2 separate regions of the Mus musculus genome follow, and region 2 is linked to region 1. The links are chromatin contacts, called in public Hi-C maps. All regions are on one chromosome and are shown on one strand. Each heading gives the region's core, a stretch centred on a gene start, on an enhancer-like site or on the middle of the called end of the contact. The rest is flanking DNA. Distances are from core to core; before and after follow the strand shown. Region 1 holds the start of Dcdc5 (doublecortin domain containing 5). Region 2 overlaps Dcdc5 (doublecortin domain containing 5).

Region 1 (6,933 bases), core at 1,327-3,826:
ATTATTCTTTTACATTTCAAAAACACATCTTAGGCTGCCTGCCTCATCCCTCCCCCAAGTAGCACACTGTCCTCCCTTGTGTTGAATACATTTTATTTTCAGCACAGCAGACAGACTGCTTCACGCTTCCTTCCCGAGTATTTAGACTATCATTTTCTTCTGTTTTCTGTACCTTCCTGCTTAGTGGAAACACTGTTTGTTCTTGGATTGTGCTTTGTCTCCCTTTTCAAGATCATCAAAGTTACTAGTTTGAAGCGTCCCCAAAGAAAGGGCCTTCTAATCCCTAGTTCAGAGGCTAACCTTTATTAGTGCTCTCCTGGTAATAATGAGGACCTGCTTCCAGCAGGGAGAGGCTGGAATACTGAACAGATTATTCAACAAGTTCAGAGCAGATTCTGAAGTTCCTTATACAACCTGCTTGTGAATACCGCTTTCTTTGCTTTACTGTTTCTGGTTTCCATAGTTTTCCTAATTATGTAAATCGTGTGGCACATGGGAGTAGTTTTCCACTCAATACCAGTTCTGGCACTTCAGTATACATTGAAGTCTCATTTCCCCCTCCCCCAAATTGTATATATATATATATATATATATATATTTAAATGTTATAAAGATTACAAAGTCTGAAAAGTCATTTTTCAGAAAAATCTAGTAAGTGAGCTTCTGAGGTTGGGCTGAACCTGAAAGTTTTTTTGTGTTTGATAGAGAGGAATAAGACTGATGAATTTCATGAAAATTTCTCAGGTTTAAAGTTGAGTTTAACTCCAGGGTGTAAATCTTCTATGATTACCACCTGCTTCCTAATTTATTTAACTTAATAATTTAACAACTATACTAACTACTATAAGTAGTGCTTTTCAGTATTTGAGAGTTGTGCTGGATTGAGTGGGCAAACAATTAAATCTGTATAAATCAAAACCAAATATGTAGTAACCTATGGATATTGTGTCAGCAAACTGAAAATGCTTATGATTCTAAACTGGGTTTAGTTGTACACAACTGTCATCAAAACTGACTTGTCTTACCCATTTTATTTTTGAAATATTATTATTAAATAAAATTATTATTATTTCTTCTATAGTATATACAATGTCATGTATATTATATTTTACATATATAATATGGTAGAAATATTATATAAATATAAAAATATATAAATATGTAAATATAAAAATATAAATATCTATTATACATATGAAAGTGTAAGACACCTATTTACTTAAAACATATAGAGAAAAGTAGTTTCTCTGTGTGTATAAAAGTGGGCTTGTTAGAATTTCAGGCGTTAGTTTCTCCAACTGGATGACAGAATTCTGCACAGATGTCGTCACATCACGCTTATGTTTTTGATTTTACTCATAGCAGTAGGAAATCTTAACCTCTTAATCTCCAACGTTTTTCTAAGCAGCGAACACACCAGACTTTAAGTTTGGCTTTGGTAGGGAGCTGGAGAACCAGGTGTCCTAAACTGCAAGTTTTCTTAGCTGAAAGTAAGATTTAGGAGAACACAGGTAGCAAAGGCCATTTGCATAGCTCAACCTCTCAGTAGCTCAGCTGTGCTTGATTGCAATTCCATTTCAGTGCTGGGCTTCTTTGCATAAAATATGCAACATATAACATAACCAAGGGCACAGACCTACGCCCTTAGCTTGTGATCTGCTTAATTCATTTTCCTTGCAGAAATATGTGTAAGAATAATATTGCTAGGATCTCTATCTATCTTGCATGTTTATCTTTGGGATCTACATACATTTAAGAAAAGACCATGTTAAATAAAAGTGATATGTATTCATTTTTTTTTCTGGGCCCCAAGATTTTGTTATTTATTTCTGGCTTTTCAGGGGAAAACTAAATTTCAGAAAACATTACCTAGCTGCCATGTCATTTGAGTATTTTACACTAGAAAGACTGTATCAGCTAAGCATGTGCAAAGTGTATAAACATATCTGTCAAGTCCACATGGATGTTACATGACAGGCCCACAAGTAAATATCCTTCCACAGCCCCTGCTGGGATAGCATTCCTGAATCCACCACTAGCTTAAATATTCTGGGGACTTGGGAACACAAAGGCATGAGAAAATCCTTGCTTAACATTCTCCTCTTTTCTATTTAAACAATCTTGTCACCCTGTGTCGTGGGTTGCTTTAACGAATACCAATGATGGGCCTGGGGTAGGAAGGCTTATTATAAAGGTGTGGATCATACTTTATAAATAATTTCCAGATGTGATATTTTGGGTACACGGACTCCTCTACAGGACGCAGGACACTGAAACATCATGGATCGTACAGTTTTTATCAGGACAATGCAAGTAGGTTTTCGGCAAGGCTGGTTCCAACTCATCTGTGATAAATGAGAAGATAAGGCAATCAGTGCACACCATGACACTCCATGCAGCTAGTTAGGCACACTTCAGAACTATTCAGGTGTGCTCACACAGCTTATGAGACTTGCATGGGGGGGGATGTCGCAATATAAATACATCCTTCCTGGTGGCCACTGGTAACGCAGGAATTGCCTCGCTAAGACTTAACCCAGGTCAGACATAAATAATAGATGTTAAGAGTTAGCTCTAGTCTCGAGGCTGCATTCCAGACAGCGTATCTCAGTTGGGTCAAAGGAATCCTTCCCCCTTTTCTCTCCAGTAGTTTCTCTGCTTGAAAAATGCCTGCAAAATTCCATCAGTCCTTTGAGGGGACCACTTTGGGTCTCTAAGGGAGAAGGTTTCAGACCCTTGGGGGCTAAGATGCACGGGCAAGGAGTTCTTGGGGCCTTGTATCAACGGTTAAAGTCTGCAAAAATATTATTACAAGCAGGTAAGCCATCCCTTTTTAAAAAGTACTGTATTATATATATTTTTTCAGATGTATTTGGTTCTATAGACGCAATGATTGGCATTGTGTCATAAAAGAACCGTGACATGTTTTGTGAGCTCAGCGCCTCTAAGGGAGCCAAAAATGCTCTGGAATCTCAAAGGCAGCAAGAAAGGGGCTGATTGTGTCTGTCTTTTGGTATGGAGTGTCATCTGCCTCATCTTTCCTCACTGCTCACTCTGCAGAGGAAAAGCAGATCCTTACATGGTTATTCCAGAGTCAGTAACACCAACGAAGGAAATGAATTCATCTGCACTCCTCTGAAGGCTGAGACTCCTCATTTTTCCTCTGGTGTAAACTCACCTCACTATTGTAGAAATGGGTCTAAAAGCAAATCAGATTCTACAGAAATGAATCGTGAACTAACTTCTCCTCAAGAGAACTTAATTCCATTATACTTATTTAACTTGTGTATTTCAGGATCCAGAGTATAGTTGAATTAATGTATTTGACTAAATTAAATTAGATTTTACCTTTTAATCTCTGTGCATTTATTCTATAGTTGTATGTTTATTTATACACACACACATGTATGTGTGAAGGTAAAGACATATGGTTTTGTAATTAGTTTTGGGACATTTGATTGACTTAAAAAAGGATTTATATTGTAACCAGAATGTTGCAGTTTGGATAATTACAAAAAAAAAAGGTTGTACCATTAAAAAAAAAATCTTCCAACATAACACTTAAGAGAAGCCAACCTTTGTGTTAAATAAGGGTGGGGTTTACATTGTAAACTTGGAGGTTCCATTTTAGAATTTGGCTCATTATCTCAGGCCACCGGCCGCTGATAAATGAATATTTTGAAAGCGTCTCACTATTCACTGCACACAGAAAACTGGAGGGAGCTGGGCTCCAGATGACAGGCTCGGTGTTCACACAGCACCTCCTGCTGTCCACTCGGAGAACTGCAACACACGATGGGCAGAAGAAAGTTCATCAAAGCTCTTGGAACTTCCAGGGACGTCTCAGACTTTATTTTTAGGGAAAGTGTACTTAGTTTCTTTTAATGAGATATAGTGATTCAGAGAGGATTAATAACTACTATAGACAATTTGATTAAAAATCCAGACTGTTCCAATGTTCTACTAGGCCAGCATATACAAAAACCAGTATAAGAAAATTTTTGTTCTTTTAATTGTTTAATATTTAAATATTAATGTTCAATATATAATGATTTTATAAAATAAATGATGCCTTTCTGAATTAAATTTATTTGTAGTTGTGTTTCACTAAGTGAAGGGTTTTAAGTTATTTTCAATGTTAAAAAATAGCATATGGCTTTTATTGTAATTTCAAGAAAAGCACTGTTTAAATAAAATCTGGAGATAAGCACTTTCTAAGTTTTATTAAAAGTGAGGGTTGGTGAGACAGAAGACATCCGGACAATAAGGGCCAACGCCTCTTATTTCTGCCACTCTAAACAAATGCTAAACTCAGGAGTTCAGTTCACTGTGGCAAAAATGCCTTGAGGATTGCTGCTTTAATTTAAAGAGGTCATTACTCAAAATGCTGTCAAGTATAATTTATTAAATCTTAGATGTAAATATGAGCAAAACTTTACATTTTTAGTTAGTTGCAGATTGTTCGTTTAACTACTCTATAAGCATTTCAATATTATGCTAAGTTTAAGAATCCTTAAACGTCTCGTTTCTCTGCTACTTTCTCTACCTCTATGCCTTACTGCATTGTAACAATGTTAAGCTTCATCATGCTATAGGTAAGCTGAAGTACAGGGATGAAAGCAAGGAGGAATGCCATAAGTTTGCAAAAAATTCTATTTTCTTTAGTCACGCATGTTTAATTATATGCACTTGGGTCCTCTTTCCATGGCTTCGATGTTTTTAAAACTCACTGCAGTGGCACTGTTACAATGCCACCTCTGGCCATTGGCAAGCCTGGCCACATCTTTATCTTATGAGTGTCCCCCTCGGCATTAATGAGCATTCATTGAGCTGCACTACTTCACTCGGCCTTCCAGAAAGCTGGTTCTGTTTAGTTTTCTGTCTCACCCTGTTCAGGAATCACCAGACAGGTGAAACGTGGACGAGGGGCGGCTCTTGTTTTGTTAACAATTCTTAAGATTATAAAATTGTAGGACCGGATCACTTTGACATCAGTTCCGTTTAGTCTACTTTTGACATCCCATAGGAAAACCATATTGTTTTGTTGTCTGTTAAACTATAATGGGTTTAAAAATTCTAGAAGCCCAAAGGAAGGTCTCTTAAACAAATCGTTACATTGCAACTTTAAAGGAAAAGTCAGGGCTACTGGTTTTGTATTTATGACCCTAGTAATTTTTTTTTTTTCATTTTAAATTTTAGCTTGGCTATTACAGCCTGGGGCTGAATTAAGCACATTACTTTACAGTGATCTTAAATATATACTGCTTCGTGAGTGTTCAAATGAGATATTATATTTAGGACAGCTTAAAGTCGCTTAGCCTTACATTTATCACGTGTATTTTGTCAAGAGTGGAAACATCTTGGAAATTGCTGAGAGCTAAGCAGAAATCTGTTTAATTGGTAATCTTTGGAACAGCATAACCACTTTTCTATGAAATGTAGTTAACACTTTCATGAGGGCCAGCTCCAGCTCATTAGCATTCTTGTTATGTACTGGTGCTGTTGGTGGGGGTGTTAGAGTAGGAATGCCATTGTGTCGAGTTCCAGTGTTTGGGGACAAACACTGCTGTGGAAGGAACGTGTGAAAAGGCCACAGTCCTGTCAGTGAATGAGCAAGGCTGTGCTTTCTGTGTGCTTCAAGCAGGGAAGCTGTCATTCATGGCTAACACAGCCAAACAGAGGCCAAAACACAAGGCTGCAGTACCTCTTAAAATGATATTAGTGATTTTTAAACACGATCTTCTTTATTTATGATCCTACACAGAGCTTTAGTTGCTGTCAGTAAACAAAATATGTCAGTCTGTTCAGAAATACTGTAAAAAATGAAAGAAAAAAAAAAAAAGAAAGAAAGAAAAAAAAAAAAACCTCCGTGGAAGGGCGCCAGGCAGTTACAGTAATTAGGGCTTGGGCGAACTGATCGGCAGTGTGAGGTACAAGCATGATTTGAGGGGAACTTCATCACTGGAAGCTGCTCGTCCTGATTTAGACAATTTCTTTGATTTTTCTGCTCCTAAAACTAACAAAGTTCCTAGAGATTTTTACATAATTAATGTATAGCAATTTATTTTTTATTAAAAACATTGGTTTTGAAAAGGGCTCATAAACTCTCATTTTTAATCATTTAATACTTTTAACGACCCATCTCAGTTGTTAGAGCTTCTACAGTCACGCATGAGTGTCAGACAGGAAGCCAAGAATTGGCTGCACCACCCCCACTGGCTGCCTTCACCCTGGCCTGTCGGCTTCTGTTTTACTCTGTAACTTTGAGATACAGTGGGACTCTCAGTCCTCCTCCTACATTATAGCACTTTGGAAAAGGATGATCAACTTGGAGTTAAATTTTAGCTTATGTAAAACAAAATGAATAATAATAATAATAATAATAATAATAATAATAATAATAACTCTCAAACATGTCTTAGGCACTAGAGGCTATTCCTAAACTTCACCTGAACAGTTGAAAAACACCAGCAGTTTGTTTTTATGTCTGAAAGTGCACAAAACACTTTATCTCTTTAGTTTGATTTGGAAAATGAGTGCTTGGGTTATTTATATCAGCTCATTACCTAGTCAAGTTGAGAGCTACATGATTTTGGTCTGGGCAATTTAAATATTTTTGTATGTAGTTTTTGTTTGGTAGGCTTGTTGTTTTTTAAAGAAAGCAATTTAAGCAAAGTAACCTTCGTCAGTGTATTTACACGTATTTTTTAAGCTTAATATTTGATACATTGGGTTGAGAAATCCAAACACTGAATTTCTATTTAAAAACTCATATTTCACTGTTCAAATTGCAACTCTATTGTGGGTTTGCTTTACGGCTATACTATTAAAGAAAAAAAAATCAGATAATATCAGTATGCACAGGTTTCACAGTTCAAAACTGAAACATATTTTGTTAATATCTAAATTAAGATTTCCACAGTCTTTTAGATT
Region 2 (6,653 bases), core at 1,281-3,780, 240 kb after region 1:
TTCACATTTGACATGCACGTTTGTAAGCTGCCGCTGATTTGGGTTGGAGTTTGAATATCTATTATTTTTCTAAATCAGACTCAAATTATATATTGCATCATTTTATTACTATGTTCATTACACTGCTTGAGAAATGTTATTGTATCCCAAGAGAGTTTCAAGAGAAAATTCTTTCAACTAGGGTACATTCTGGTCTGTTTTAGTTTGTAACTAAATCCCAAGAGTGTCAAATAATACCTTCCTATCTTGATGCATACAGTCTCACACATATATCTAGAGTTGGCCACAATATCATAGCTTTACCAAAGACTCTGAAAACACCATGTAAAGTGTTACCACTTTCTGTGTCTTCATCAGATGCATTCAATAGGGCATTATGTTGGTGTTATGCCTAAAATGATCAGATTAGAATTAACAGAGTCAATATTGAACTGTATTTCTAAAAGAAGATACCATTCAACCAAAAATATTAAGGACTAACCTTATTTTCTGTTGCTTTTGGTTCAGACAAAACAGGAAGAATATTATAACTTCAGCCATGTTTTTATGGATGGAGAAGACAATCATCAAAGCATTTTAAGTAGAATTTTGTCAAAAATAGTTAAATAGTCCTCATAGAATGAGTTGCCATGTGGAGTTTATGCCTTACTGTATATTTTCAGCTTGGTTCTTCTACATCTCAGATATTTGTTTTAAATAATGCTTTTATTAGAAATGCAGTACCCTGCTTTACACTGAAGAAAAAGAATGGAAGCTGTTAAATAGGAGCTTTCCAGGCAAGGAAAAGCCTGTTGTGAGTTTTGTACAAGACACTGTCTCCACCTAGTGCTAGCTGTTGAGAATAAGGATCTGAGAACTTTCTAATGCTATGTTCTAATTTATGTTATGCACATGTACTGTCATTATAGCTGGGCTTGCTAGTGCCATTACAGCTAAGGGTCTGTCAGCGCTTCATTTATAATGCAGCATATTAAGAGGTCTATTGCTTTTACATAAAAGCTCATGCTGCGCTAGAACTCTGCAGTCTAATGGTGTCTGCTCTGTGTGAATGTTGAACAGTGTATGCTGAACTTGACCAGCTCATTTTAAAGACATCCTAATGAGTTGAAGTCACAGAGGCACTATAACCAGAACGATAAATCTGATTCTTTCTTGAAAAAATTTGAGAAATTGGCTAGGAAGTGGATTTTGTTGTTGTTAGATCCAAGCATGTATATAATATAAGTTCCTTACATATGTGAGGTTCGGGTTCTGTATTTGAGTCTTCACACCTGAAGATTAGATAATGCTTCTCAATGTTCTCTTCACTTGAGCAAAAGATGTGACATAAACAATTCAGGGAGCGGGAGATGGAAGCCGATTTCTGACTCACTTTCCAGAAGATAGTAGTCCACTCAGGCAGGGACAGCACAGTGTCAGGAGCAGGTCACCCAGTGGTGGCAGAAACATGTGGCTAGTAGCATCACAGTGACAGACTAGAAGTAGAGAGGCCAAATAAGGAGCTGGCTTACAGCCTTCAAGACCTGCTCCTATGGTACTATATTCTTCAGTTAGGAGCATGTCTGGATGTTCCCACAATATCCCAAACAAGCACTACTTGCTAGGGACCAATTATATAGACACATTAATCTGTGGGAGACATTCAACATCCAATCTATACATTCTATACTGGCCTCCATATGCTCATGGCCATCATTTATAGCAAAGTACATTCTATCCAAGTCCATAAGTCCTCATTTTCTTTTCTTATTTTTTTTTTTTTGTTTTTTGAGACAGGGTTTCTCTGTATAGCCCTGGCTGTCCTGGAACTCACTCTGTAGACCAGGCTGGCCTCGAACCCAGAAATCCACCTGCCTCTGCCTCCCAAGTGCTGGGATTAAAGGCAAGTCCCCATATTCTTAACATTTCACAACCGATTCTATTCAAAACTTCAAAGTCTCTACTGAAACTTGATGCAATCTCTTAACTATGAGTCCCTTTGAACTCTAAAGAAAAAACATTAAAATGAAATACTTGCAATATACAGTGCTACAGAATTCCCCATTTCAGAAGGGAAGAATAGGACAGTAGAAAGATCCAACCAAAAAAAAAAAAAAAATTAAACTCAGCAAAGTAAGCGTCAAGCCCTGGGATTCTGTGTCTGGTATCTAGGGCTTCTGGAAGTCAGCAGTATTCCAGTCACGTGTGAAGCCGGGCCCCAGGCCCGGGCAGCGCCCATGGGTTCTCTCTTGGGCTAACTTTCCTCAGTTTGCTGTTTGCTCAGACAAATGTTCTGTTCCCATCCTGACCTCTCCAACACCTCAGGGGTCTCCAGGGTGTCTTGGGCTTCACTCTCACATCTCTACACACTGGCCTCCAAGGATTCTCTTAGGGAATCCAGCTCTGCTACACAGTCCAGCCCACAGTGTCTTCTTTCAGAACCGTTGGTGTGTGCCTCAACAATGCCATGCCATCTTGCTTTCTTTCTCCCTGCCTGCCCAGGCATAGCCCCGTCCCCTTTCATCATGGCTGCAGCAGGTTCTGTCCATCCCTGGGGAGGGCCCTAGGTAGCTCCTTTGGAACACAACACCTCTGCAGCTCTATATTTCCCCAGAGTCTCCTTTAAAGTGAAAGTTCTTCAAATCAGTTTGCATGTTTGCTCTGTTGGTTGGTGAGATCTTGTCCTCAATGACACACCTTCCCTGTTTACCCAGAGCAAGTGCTTGGTCTATCTCTAATGTGCCTGATCACTTTAACAATTGATCACTTTGCCAACTTTCCTTGTCTACATCTGCAACTCTGACCACATTCATACTTCTTTCCTTACCAAACACCTCCACTTTCTTAGCTTTCTGCTCTATCTCCTCCTACCATTCTCATGATTAACATGCTAAATGTACAGAGTAACCACACTACAGCCTAGAGGGTTTGCTGCCTTGGAAATTTTGCCAGAAAATAAATTAGTTCATTATTTTACAAACACACACACACACACACACACACACACACGTAAATACACTGTGACAATTTCATACACTATACAATGTAGTTTGATCATATCTTCCCAATTCTCCCTGCTGCCCTGATACACACACTTTCCCAACTTCATGTCTTCTTTTATATTACTGACTGAGTTTAGTGAATTCTGCCCTCATGGTCATGGCTGTGGGGCCATCTGCTAGAGCACGGGCACACCTATCAGGAGTCACACCTCAGAAGAAAAGCAATTTCAGCCTTATTCAAAACCTCAGCACAGAAAGTATATGTAGATTCCTTGTCAGGTTGTCACACAGCCTCTGGTCTAGACCAGTTGTCTGTAGACTCAAACCTCATAAGCTAGGCCTTGAATGATCACATTTCTCTTGGTCTTCTGGAAATCTAGAATCGTACCACAAAGGCCCACAAAGCTCAGCATTTCAGAGCTCTTCTGGACTGCAGCTTCATGTACTATCAAATTCCTGGCACAAACTGATTCCAGATGCCTATAAACACTTGTCAGGTTAACCAATGACCCCATTTTTTCAGTATTGCTTACCTTTTGTAGCTGTGACTAAACACCCAATAGAAGCAATGTTAAGGGTGGAGTAGTCAGTTTGGTCTCTTCCAGAGGCTGTCAGTCCACCTCAGTGGGATGTGTGCCAGTGAGAGGAGTCAGTGTGTGGTAGGCACGTGCAGCTGTTTCCATCACAGCAGTAGAGAGAACCTCCAGGACCTTTCCCTTTGTTCCTACCTAGGGCTATTTCAAAGGCTCTCTAACCTCCAAAAACAGCACCACCATCAAGTGTACCAAGTGGGTTGAGTGTACCAAGTGGGTCAAGGGTACCATGTGGCTCAAGTGTACCAAGTAGGTCAAATAAGCCACCATGATCTTTACAGATCTTTTACTTCTAAACCACAGCAAAGATCCAATCCTCTACCCGGTATACAACATGACTAAGAGCGATAGACTCCGTTTAGACTTTTTAATAGCAATAGATCTTACTTGAGAATATGGGCACCTAAAGAGTTCAATAGTGGGTACACCTGTTTTGGTGCCTTGATTCTACTTTCCTATCAAATAATAGCATTCAGAAATGTTTATATATTCAAGTGCTGAGAATATGGTGTGTGTGTGTGTGTTGTGTTGTGCTACCTTGACTTTTAAGGAGTCAATTCTCTCCCTCTACTGAATAGGTCCTGGGGATTGAATTCAGATCATTAAGCTTGGTGACACATGCTTTCCCCTGCTGAGCCACCTCACTAGAACTATGCCTCAGGTTTAATCTATGCTGAAGGGTTTTTAGAAGGTACAATATCAGTAAATGGAAAAAGAAAAAAATACAATTGAGCCTAGAATAGAGAAATAAAGTACTAGAGAGTATGTTATAGATTTGCCTGTAGTTTATAAGTAAACTCATTCTGTCCACATTCTGTCCAGGTTTTTATAACCCATATGTCTTGGTGAGAAGAGGAGGGCATTTACTTAGCAGCATCTTCTGGGTTTCAGTTTCTGATTAAAGTTTGCCACTGAAGTCACTGTCTTGCCCTCATGAATTATATTATTATATTTTCCAAGAACTCCTAGCTAATGATGATAATTCCATAGCTCATTCCTCATATGGTGATATCTCATCTCAGCCCCAAATAGTGGTTGGGTGGTCAGCAACAGGAAAGGAACTCGCCCTGGCACCTGTTTTAGTGGATACAAGAAGTTGGTACCAATGCTTTGTTTCTGTCTCATAAAACAAGTGAGGAACTTGGCTTTGTTAGAAAATTTGATGACCAAAATGGTGGCCTGGACAAACTTTTTAGCTTGTACACTCAGAACAATACAAAGCCATGTGAGTTTGCAAAGGCATGTAAACTGAGCAGCATTCATCCCACCTCATACTCACTTGGGCTTCTAGGATATCCAGACATACACAGGATTAGAGGAACCCTCAATGCTGCTTCAAGAAAAGATGTGACTGCTGCTCTATAACTTTAGTGATACCATACATTGGATTACCATAAAAATGGCTCAAAAAGATTGGCTGTGGGGGAGCAGCAGAAAACCTGAGTGATTGATGTTCTTAGTGAGTATGGTGTACTGTTGGCATGAGCAGAGCCATACCAAGGATCCTAGCCTCAGAACCATGGCAAAAATGTAGAGCCTTCCCCACCCCCCAGGATGAGGCTCAGAGGGATGGTAAAGCCATCCTCTGGTCTATTTATGGGTGTTGACAGCACATGCAGAAACTGTCCACCATAGCTTTCTTCACTCCTCCCTGGCTATTTATGGCCTGAAGACAAACCTGTTCTCCTATGGAGTCTAATCCTACTGAGATTTGTTAGACTTCCTTGATCCAGCAGTATACCAAGGCCCCTGCCTTCATGATTGAGGTATTTGCAATAACTGTCCAAGTGTATGCTGAGATTCTGGTATGGTGGGCTGGGGGAGGGGACTGCAGCTTCTAGCCTCAGTTGGGCCAATCCTGAAGCCATGAAAAGATGTGGCAATTAAAAAATCCAACCTCAATCCTCACCGTTTCCATGAATCCTTGGACTCTATTGGATCAACACTGATGTCCTTTCTCCATTCATTTAAAATATATTTGGGCCAATGTTTTTGACAAGCATGGGCTGCTTTTCTAATGGCTTTGTCCTTGGTAAGTACCAGCCCTTCATTTCCAGCCTTATCGGATTCTCACTGCTACAGTACTTTTTTTTTTTTTCTTCTGGGAACAAAAGGTCCTACAGCTCCTGGTTTCATTCCGTCATCTTTGCAGCATAGGAACAATTTTTAGTTCTCATGGCTAAGGATAGTTACTCTCCATTGATGGCAGTCCCATTGGCCTGCAAATCTAATACCCTAAGATGTTCAGAATAGCCAACACTACTAACACTACTAACTAAAGCTTCTATACATTAGATCAGACTTCTGTATCCCTAGGTAGAAGTGTTCCCACAGTGAAATCAGTCTCACAAACCTGAGGCTTTGTGAGCAAGAGGGTGAATTCTGAAGTGAGCCAGGGGAAGTAAGGGCCAGCCTTCTTCTCCTGTTGGTTTCTGGACACCAGACCTTACTCAGTCACTATATACATACACACACACACACACACACACACACACACATATATATATATGCATTTAAGTGCTTCTTTTTTCAAATTAGGTATTTTCTTCATTTACATTTCCAATGCTATCCTAACTCCCCATACCCTCCCCCCTACTGCCCCCCCCCACTCCTACTTCTTGGCCCTGGCGTTCCCCTGTACTGAAGCATATAAAGTTTGCAAGACCAATGGGCCTCTCTTTCCAATGATGGCCAACTAGGTCATCTTCTGATACATATGCAGCTAGAGACATGAGCTCTGGGGGGTACTGGTTAGTTCATATTGTTGTTCCACCTATAGGGTTGCAGACCCCTTTAGCTCCTTGGGTACTTTCTCTAGCTCCCCTGTGATCCATCCAATAGCTGACTGTGAGCATTCACTTCTGTGTTTGCTAGGCCCCGGCATAGCCTCGCAAGAGACAGCTATATCTGGATCCTTTCAGCAAAATCTTGCTAGTGTATGCAATGGTGTCAGCGTTTGGAGGCTGATTATGGGATGGATTCCCGGGTATGCCAGTCTCTAGATGGTCCATCCTTTTGTCTTAGCTCTAAACTTTGTCTCTGTAACTCCTCCCATGGGTGTTTTATTCATTTAAGTGTT

What was found. Hi-C and Micro-C count contacts between places; a contact is called where the count stands out from the background.
Region 2: a Hi-C map of olfactory sensory neurons shows a contact between it and region 1, with 4 times the contacts expected there. The contact joins the enhancer-like site here to the promoter of Dcdc5 in region 1. A contact is called at or near these places in 10 of 484 Hi-C or Micro-C datasets (cerebellar granule neurons, cerebellum, cerebral cortex and 4 more).

The regions. Positions count from the first base shown.
Region 1 is chr2:106,078,423-106,085,355 of GRCm38.p6, forward strand. Dcdc5 (doublecortin domain containing 5) reads left to right here and starts at 2,577. Exons shown (of 24, transcript NM_177844.2): 1 at 2,577-2,818.
Region 2 is chr2:106,318,056-106,324,708 of GRCm38.p6, forward strand. All of the region lies in intron 6 of Dcdc5 (doublecortin domain containing 5), which reads left to right. Among named protein-coding and RNA genes, the nearest start is that of Gm36036, 89 kb to the right of the region's middle. Within about 2 kb of position 2,531, at least 1 of the 459 cell types and tissues checked has an H3K27ac peak or open chromatin away from gene starts, as enhancers often do. A contact at or near this core is called in olfactory sensory neurons, where this site is marked.